Regions from separate parts of the Anser cygnoides genome. Here regions 1 and 2 are each linked to region 3. Evidence: chromatin contacts called from public Hi-C data. All regions are on one chromosome and are shown on one strand. The core of a region is the stretch at or near the end of the contact, and the rest is flanking DNA. Distances in the headings are between cores, read along the strand shown. Region 1 holds the start of LOC106035704 (cohesin subunit SA-2-like). Region 2 holds the start of CYFIP1 (cytoplasmic FMR1 interacting protein 1). Region 3 holds the start of RP2 (RP2 activator of ARL3 GTPase).

Region 1 (2,700 bases), core at 9-2,508, 160 kb after region 3:
GTGTTTTGTGGAAATATGTAAAGAACTACTAATACTGCATACCCTGCTTCTTACCACTGGTACCTACTCTTATCAAGGACCTACACTGGCTTCTGACTTGCTAAAGACACAGATTTCAATCTGCTTCATTAGTTGGTATTTTTTTTAAAGCATCTACATGGCAAAGCACTGATTTATGAGGATTTCATGAAATCACGAGGGCTACAAGGGCAAATCAGATCGGTAGATCCAGTTTTGATTTGCCAGACAGAAGATCCTCATTCCATAGGAGCTTCATCATGTTTCTCTAGATAGGAAAACACATTTGATGTATTAAAGAGGTCCAAAAGGTAATATATTTTTAATCATAACCATGATCCTCTTTCTCATCCTATCGATAGCGTTCCTCATAAAGTGCTCATTTTTCTGTTGTAACTCTGGCATTTCAGCATTCACCCCAAATCGTTTCCTTAGACTTCGGGCTCTTCATCTGGAGGGCCTGAACAGATGGAAAGGGCTCACTGCTGTTCTCAAGTACTTTTTTTGGTCAGACGAGTGCTTTCATAATTTTTCCCGCTTGCAAAACGGGAAGGCTTACACAAAGTCTGAAAAGTTAACCATTTTGTTCTGTGAAGGGGTAACGTGTTGTAACGAGCAAGGATAATAAACGGACCGGGGGTGTCCCCAGGAATTATCAGGGCTAATAACGGGGCTGGGGGTGCCCCCAGCAATGAGCAGGGCTGACACCGGGCCCGGGGCTGCCCCCTCCCGCCCACCCACCGGTGGTGAGCTGCGGCTTCTTCGGCCCCCAGCGGACCGCCGGCTGCACCACCGCCACCCGCTGCGCGCCGGGCAGCGGGCCGAGCGGCGAGGGGCCCAGCAGCTCCTCCACACCCTCATCTTCCTCCTCCTCATCTTCCTCTCCATCATCGTTGTCGTCGTCGTCGTCGTCGTCACCGCCCGCCCCTCGCCCCCCGCTGCCCGCCCGCGGCGGCTCGCCCCTGTCCGGCGGCCGCTGAGGCGCCCAGCGGCGGAGCGCGGCGCTGAGCGGCCCCCTCAGAGCCGCCGCCCCCCGAGGAGGAGGAGGAGGAGGAGGAGGCGCCGCCGCGGTGGCCGCCCGGCAGCAGCGCAGCATCGGCCGCAGGAGGCGGCCGGGCCCCATGGCGCTGCCCCCCTCAGCGCGGGGCGGGACCGTTACGGCCGTTACGGCGGCCGCGAGGCGGCGGGGCAAAGCGCGCGCCTCGGCCCGCCCCCTGGCGGCAGCGATCCCCGCCGCTGATAGGCCGGGGGGCCGCCGTGATTGACGGCGGGCGGGAGCAGGGAGCCGGCGGCGCGAGCGCGCGATCGACCGTTGGAGTGCGCGTCCCCGTGCCCGTGCCCCTCCCCCCCCACATCCCCTCACAGGCAGGTGAGCGGGGCGGCGCGCGTCCGCGGAGCCTTCTTCCTCCTCCTCCTCCTCCTCCTCCTCCGTCCCCTCAGAGCCGCCAGGGCCGCGCCCGCCGCCCTCGGAAGGGCCCTGAGGGAGGGGGGGGGTCCGGGCAGCTTCCCCCCCGCCCCCCCCCCCCCTCCCCCGCTTCCCCCCCGCCCCCCCCCCTCCCCCGCTTCCCTGACGGAATTAATTCCCCCCGGCCGGCCGTGAGGGGCTTTAGTGAGTGGCTCCGTAATTATCTCGCCCTCTTCTCTCCTCCTGACAGCCCGCTCGGCCCGCCGCCGTGTGATCGCGGGTTTCGGAGCCCCGCCGCGGTGAAGTTTCCTCAGGAGCCCCCTCTCAGCTTGCTGCCAGCGCTGCCGAAATAATGTAGTGGAAATGATAGCCGAGCCCAACGCAGCCAGCAGCCTTCCCAGCCAAAAGTAAGACCTGGCGCCGCTTATTTATTTATTTATTTATTTATTTATTTATTTTGGGGTAAATTCGGGCGCTGTCCCTTAAATCTGTGTCCTGCAGATAAGTGGGGGAATGAACGTGTCAAATAGGGTGGGAGGGAAGATAAAGGGGATTGGCTGTGTCTTGTTACCAACCTCTGCATTTTGTTTCCTTTCCCTTTCATGTATTGTTTAGCATCTTCTAAATGTTGCTTTATGCTGATGTGCAGGGAGGTTGGCCTTACAAGCTTCTCTGTGCCCTGTTCACTACTGTGCAAGTGAACCTAGTTTGAATAAAAATGGGCAGATTTATAGTCTGAGTGGGTGTGTTCACTCCAGTGACAGATTTAAGGTGCTGAGAGGGAAGAGTACCAAGTTATCTGTAGCCTATCTGTTGGCATTGCATATTCCTTGTTGCCTTAGAGCAGGGGGAGAGGATGTGCTTCTCCAGAGCTGCTTTCATCAGGGGTATGTCAAGTCTTCCCCCTTCAGAGGCTGTGTTTTCAGTCATCAGTTGAGGCGATCTATAAATCAAATGCATTCATACTGTTTATAGAATGGGATAGGTAAGGAGAAAGAGCAGATACAAATAAATAATTAAGTTACTAAATTTGAGCATATCTTGTGTAGTTTTGAAGAGTGAAACTTCTTAGATATCTAGTCTTGCTAGCTTTGAGCTCATTGTAGCCTGGTCTTTCCTCAACTCGTCACCTTCAAGCAAGTGTGCACCAGGTCTTTTGCTTTGTCAGGCTCTAAGAGGTGCTTTCCTTGTAGGCCATGATGACAATCAGTGTAGCTTGCCAAATGTCCTTTCCCAAATGTTTCATCTGAAGAAAACCTTTTAGTTTCAAACGTGAC
Region 2 (2,700 bases), core at 73-2,572, 170 kb before region 3:
CAGCGTGCTGTAGGACCGCGTAATTAAGGAGAAACCCTTCCAGGCAGCTTTCCTCCCCGAAAGGGGAGCCACCACTCCGGGCAGGCTCCAAGACGACTTTCCTGTAGCACGTCTCCCTGGCATAAATAACAATTTACATGTCTAAATGCCACTCAAACCTACCATCAGACGGCGCAGGAATAAAAAAGCAAGGCAGCGAGAGCTTACCGAAAGGTACAGACGCTTCACGGAGCTGCTGAGGAGCTGGAGGAACACCTCATGGGGTGAAAGAAATACTCGAAGGGATGAAATGCGTTTCAGTCCCCGTCTGTCAGAAACACATCTGAGGTGTGTACAAGATGTCCAAGAGCAGCACGCCACCACCCAGCAACCCCTTTATGCCGCTGTTTTCACTGACACATCACTCCTTTAACTGGATAAAGCTCGACTTCCCCAAAAGCCCTACCCTATGGCTGCAGACCGACGGGATCGCCCCCTTGATGGGAAGAGCAGGGTGGACTTACACACGATTTTTGCTTGCTCCTGAGGGGTTTCCCCCACCCAACCCGCTAGGGGACAGCCCAGGAAGCAAAACCCGAGCCCTCACGACGGATCACGGTCGCCGAGGCGAGAATTTGGACTTTCTGCACTAAGCGAGGAAAAGGCCGGCTTTTAGGCGCCCACCCGCGAGCAGCAGGCGCGGCCCGCCGCACTACGAGAAACGGGGACGCCGCGAAAATAAAGTAAAATAAACTAAAAGCCCCCAAACGAGGCCACCTCCCGCCGCGGGTGGAAGGGGCACGGCGCCCGTAAGCCGGGCAGGGGGCGAGGCCGCACCCGAGGCGCCGCCGCCGGGGCCCGCAGCCCGGGGCCGCCCCCGGTCCGCAGCCCGGGGAGGCTCCGCCGCCGCCACCGCTCTCACCCGCTGGGCGCTGCCGGCTCCGGGGGGCCCGGCCCGGCTCCGGGGGGCCGAGAGGGGGGCTTCAGGCGGGCGGCTCCGCTCCTGGGCCGCGCCGGGCGGGGAGTTTCCTGCCTGAGTCACCGGGAGCGGGAGCCGCGCAGGGAAACACCCTTCCTGCCGCTCCAGCTCCTCCTCCTCCTCCTCCTCGTCCCGCCGCCGCGGCCCTTTCTCCCTGCCCGGCCCTCCGGTTCGGCCTCCCCTGACGAGATGAGGGTGTTGGCTGGAGCTTCTGTTGTGTTTACACACAAAAAGGCAGCGCCCGCCTCGGGGCCATACTCAAAGGGAGAGCCTGGGCCACCCCCCGGCCCCCCCGTGTGTAAAATCAACGCCTCGGTTTCTTTTTTTCTCCTTCCACTTTACCTCTTCGGCAGTAAGGGTCAAGGATCGGACCTGAAAGAATGAGAGGGGAGGCACCAGAAAACCCCTTAAGGATATTTCCTCTAGGTGGTGCTCACGTACGGCCCTCGTCCCGGCTGAAACGCCCCGGCTACTGGGAACTAAAAGCAGGAAAACCCAGAACAGCGATTTTCGCTGGGTGGCGACAACCTCCCTGCTGTGTTTTTTCTGTAAAACGCACGGTGGACTTGCTCATTTTAAAAGCTGCTTACGTTTTTTTCCACTTCACGTTCTCCCATTTCGAGTTCTGGTTCTTCAAGATTCATCAAATGAACATAGATGCTCTATCATAACATGAAACTGCTTCATTAAAGTTTGTCAAAATTGCTATTTTAGGGTAGGCAGAATGCAATACCGTATATATATACGAGTTACTGACAACGTAGAGCTTGGAAACTTCCAAACAATTTTGATTTTTCCTCAAAGCCTATTTGCTTTTGGTGTGACTACTGTGAGTTGCATCCAACATTTACTCTTGAAAAGTTTCTGCAAGCATTAGCAAACTGCACAGCATTGCTGTAGCAAGCACTTTTATGTCTTTGCTTCTAACAGCTGTTAGTAGGACACTGTCACTACTGGGTTTTTGTGCTGAGAACAATTAATTATTCCTTTACTTGATTTTTTTTTCCCCAAATGACTTCCCACTGTACTAAGTTTCCTTAAACAGCTTTTTTCATTTTTTTTTTTTTTTTTGCAATATCATCTACAAGGAAGCCTTCGGAAAGTGGGAATAAGTTGCTGAGCCCCGTAATTATCATCACTTCAAGTACCGTCTCATCACATTATTCCACCCATTCCACATGATCAATTCCAACAGCCTGTGGAGAAATTACGCATCATTTCAAAATGTTATTACTACCGTTTCACCGTGTTACTGTCATATCTCCAGAGTCCTATTTTTTCCAGTGCTGCATTCAGTGCTAGTCTATTCATCTATGCACGTTTCTTTTCTAGGATGGGGCTGCCGCTGCTTCTCTGTCTGTATGTTTCCATGATGTACTCTGAGTGCATGTATCAAATGAACGAATTTCACCCATCACAGTTCCTGATCAGCCTAGCTCCTAAACCCAGGTCAGTGAGAACTGTAGAAGACAACGAGAGTGAGATGCTTCAGTTTCTGGCTGATACTACACTCTCTTCTACAAACCACTCTTGGGGCAATGTTGTTAAAATAGAAGTTAAAGTTGTTAAAGAACAACTCACCTTTATAATGCAGGATTGCTTTAGTTTCCGTGTCCTGGGTGAGTGCAAATTGACAACAGCTTTGTCTTAGAATCATAGAATCATAGAGTTGGAAGGGACCCTTAAGGATCATCAAGTCCAACTCTTGATACCGCACAGGTCTACCCAAAAGTTCAGACCAT
Region 3 (2,700 bases), core at 92-2,591:
TCCTGCCCGGTGTTAGGGGAAGTGCAGATGTGCGCACTGGGAGCTTTCACTTCCTCGTGCTACCTGTTGAAGGCCTGGGCAGATTTCCAGGTCCCGGTGTTTACTGAGAACAAGCTCCCTCCCTGCTCCTTCGAGGTGATGCACAGGGGTTGCCAAACGAGAAGAAGGAGGGGAAGGCAGCATCCCCTTACACGCAGACGAGCAGGCACTGCAACGCTGTGCGGGGATAAAAGCTAGCACAGAAGGTACGGGTATGCCAAGTCTCCTTCACCAAATCCTTTTTGATACATAACCTTTACAATGAAAATGTCTTATTTTCCAGTTACCTGGAAACTACTGTCTGGGGATCAGAAAGCTCCGTATTAGAGTGTAATTAGGTATATTTCACAACATCCCCAGGAGGCAAGTCACTAATTACAGCAGTTTGTTGAAATTAAAGTAAGTATAATAATGGTCGGTAGTGACTATGATATTATTGCAATCTTATATTACTACACTTCGGGCTATGATTGTATCAAATCTCACAAGCCGAGAGGGTTGGGTCTGGCTGGCGTGTGAATAGAGAAGGAAGAACTGAACCAGGCATTTTCAATTTCTTAAGAAGTCACGTGCTCGTAAGTCACAAGTCATATTAATTTGGTCTGGAACAAATATTCTGGTGCTTTGGTGTCAGGAAACACCCTGGGGCTTTAGAGGTTGTTTTATGACGGAGAGATAAAACCTAAGGCCTGTCTCGATCAGCTTTAACCATATAGGAAACCAGATTTTTTATGGGACTGATGATTTTGCAAGGCAAGTATATTGGTTTTGACACTGCTGAAAAATCCCAGCTCAGAAACTTGCATCTGCGGTAATGTAAAAAGTAAGCGTGAAAGTTACTTTCTCCTGCTGCATTTAACAACCTTTGTGAAACGTTACTGGCATTAGCGGTGAGGTATTCCCCCTGCAGAGCTGGCTGCACCTCGGCGCAGTAAGAAGCCGTCTCTTTACACACAGGGACCATGAAGGCCGCGGTTACGACAGACAATCCATTGATGTGAGGTAACGACCTTCTGGTAATGCATTTTTAGGCTTTGTGTTGATTAATTAAATGGTGTTTTAGCTTTTAAGAGGAACGTATCAAATGCTGCTGCTCCTTCCGCCTAGAAGTGACTACCGCACCTCAGACAGGCACGCGGAAAGGGGGAGCCGGCCGCCGCGCGCTCTCGCTCGCTACGGGAGACGGGGGCGGGCACGCGCGCGGGGGAAGCCGGAAGCGGGGCGGGGCGCGGGCACGGCGCTGCGCTGGCGCGCGCGCTCCCGATACTCCCCCCCCCCCCCCCCCGCCCACTCCGTGGGCAGGGCCGGGCGGTGCCAGCGGGCGCGCGCCGGGGCCGTTGGGGCGCGCGGCGGCGGCGTTGGCCGTTAGCGGCGGCCGTTACCGGTTGCCGTGGAGGCGGCGGCGGCTTAGCGGCGGCCATGGGCTGCTTCTTCTCCAAGCGCAGGAAGGCGGCGCAGGGCGGGCAGCAGCAGCAGCAAGCGGCGGGAGCCGACGGGGAGCCGGCGTCCGGCGAGGAGAAGGCGCCGCGGTACAGCTGGGACCAGCGGGCCAAGGTGCGGGGCCCCGGGGCGCGGCTCAGGCGGGTGCCGGTCCCGGTCCCGGTCCCTGCCGTCGCCGAGTGGCTCCGGGCTCGCCTCGGGCTCCCCTCAGGGCTTAGCTCGCCTCCGGCACCTGTTGGAGGGGCGAAACTCGCCGTGTGCTGCGGCTGGCAGCCGTGTGTCTTCTTCCTGAGGGGCTGCTGGGGGGCTTGGGTTTGCTTCCTTTTTTATTTTTTATTTTATTTTATTGGTGTTTTCTTCTTAAATGCCCCCGGGGCTATAGAAGCATCCCAGCAGTCCGCTGTGGAGGGCTGGGGGAAGCCAGCTCCTTCCCGGCGCCGTTTCCTGACCTCTTGAAGCCTCAGCACCTAAGTCCCGCATTCAGCACGCTTCGTCCCGGGATTCATTTCCTAAATGCCCTGCCTTCATAATCCTCCTCGTTCTCTGGTAGCCTCTGCATGGGGAAGGAGAAAACGGGGCAGAACTTAAACTTAATTCGTGTGGTTTTGAGCAGACAAAATTCCCAAACCTTTAGGCCATGTTTTACAACTATAAGAAAGAAAATGTGTGAGCTTATTTGAATGCTCAGCTTGCTTGCTTGCTTGCTTGTTTTTTTAACTTGGCTGGGTGCTCTAGGGTGTCCCTTAAGTCTTTCAAGTAGATTAAGACAAGCTCTGGTGGAGATGCGCACAAGAGCGTGCGCGTGCCCCAGAGGAATCAGCTCCTCGAGGACGAAGGTTGATCTGTGCTCGGCTTGTTGCTCCGACTTGCTGTCAGACTGTTCTTACAGTGAGAGCACTGTACTGAAACCGTGTTTTACAGTGAGCAGGATGAATCCCTGTGCAAAAGGATATTGCTAACTGAGCACTTGAAACGGTATCGTTTAACCGTAGAGCAAGTTGATCGGGTAAAGCTTAGCTCATATGAGATTTCTTTTACCTCATCTGCTTACGTGGCACTAACTTCTAAAACTGTAACAGGAGGAAAATCAGGACTTAGAAACACTTGATTTGGAGAACAACCAACCTCCTGGCTAAGGAGGTGACTGTTAACGTGCTGGAAGTAGGTGCGAGTTAACAGACTGGGTTATTACAGCATGAAAAAGCTATCTCTGGGGTGGGA

What was found. A called contact is a pair of places that touch in the nucleus more often than the background predicts.
Region 1: a contact with region 3 is called in a Hi-C map of liver, with 6 times the contacts expected there. The contact joins the promoter of LOC106035704 here to the promoter of RP2 in region 3. A contact is called at or near these places in 2 of 7 Hi-C or Micro-C datasets (both in liver).
Region 2: a Hi-C map of liver shows a contact between it and region 3, with 2.1 times the contacts expected there. The contact joins the promoter of CYFIP1 here to the promoter of RP2 in region 3. A contact is called at or near these places in 2 of 7 Hi-C or Micro-C datasets (granulosa cells and liver).

Annotation. Positions count from the first base shown.
Region 1 is chr1:139,514,901-139,517,600 of Taihu_goose_T2T_genome, reverse strand. LOC106035704 (cohesin subunit SA-2-like) reads left to right here and starts at 1,258. Exons shown (of 31, transcript XM_066983138.1): 1 at 1,258-1,387; 2 at 1,674-1,830. The coding sequence starts at 1,787. It overlaps GTPBP6 (GTP binding protein 6 (putative)), which reads right to left and starts at 1,276. Exons shown (of 10, transcript XM_048051173.2): 1 at 760-1,276. The coding sequence starts at 1,141.
Region 2 is chr1:139,840,950-139,843,649 of Taihu_goose_T2T_genome, reverse strand. It overlaps CYFIP1 (cytoplasmic FMR1 interacting protein 1), which reads right to left and starts at 1,322. Exons shown (of 31, transcript XM_013180689.3): 1 at 1,301-1,322.
Region 3 is chr1:139,675,863-139,678,562 of Taihu_goose_T2T_genome, reverse strand. It overlaps RP2 (RP2 activator of ARL3 GTPase), which reads left to right and starts at 1,341. Exons shown (of 5, transcript XM_048051155.2): 1 at 1,341-1,593. The coding sequence starts at 1,459.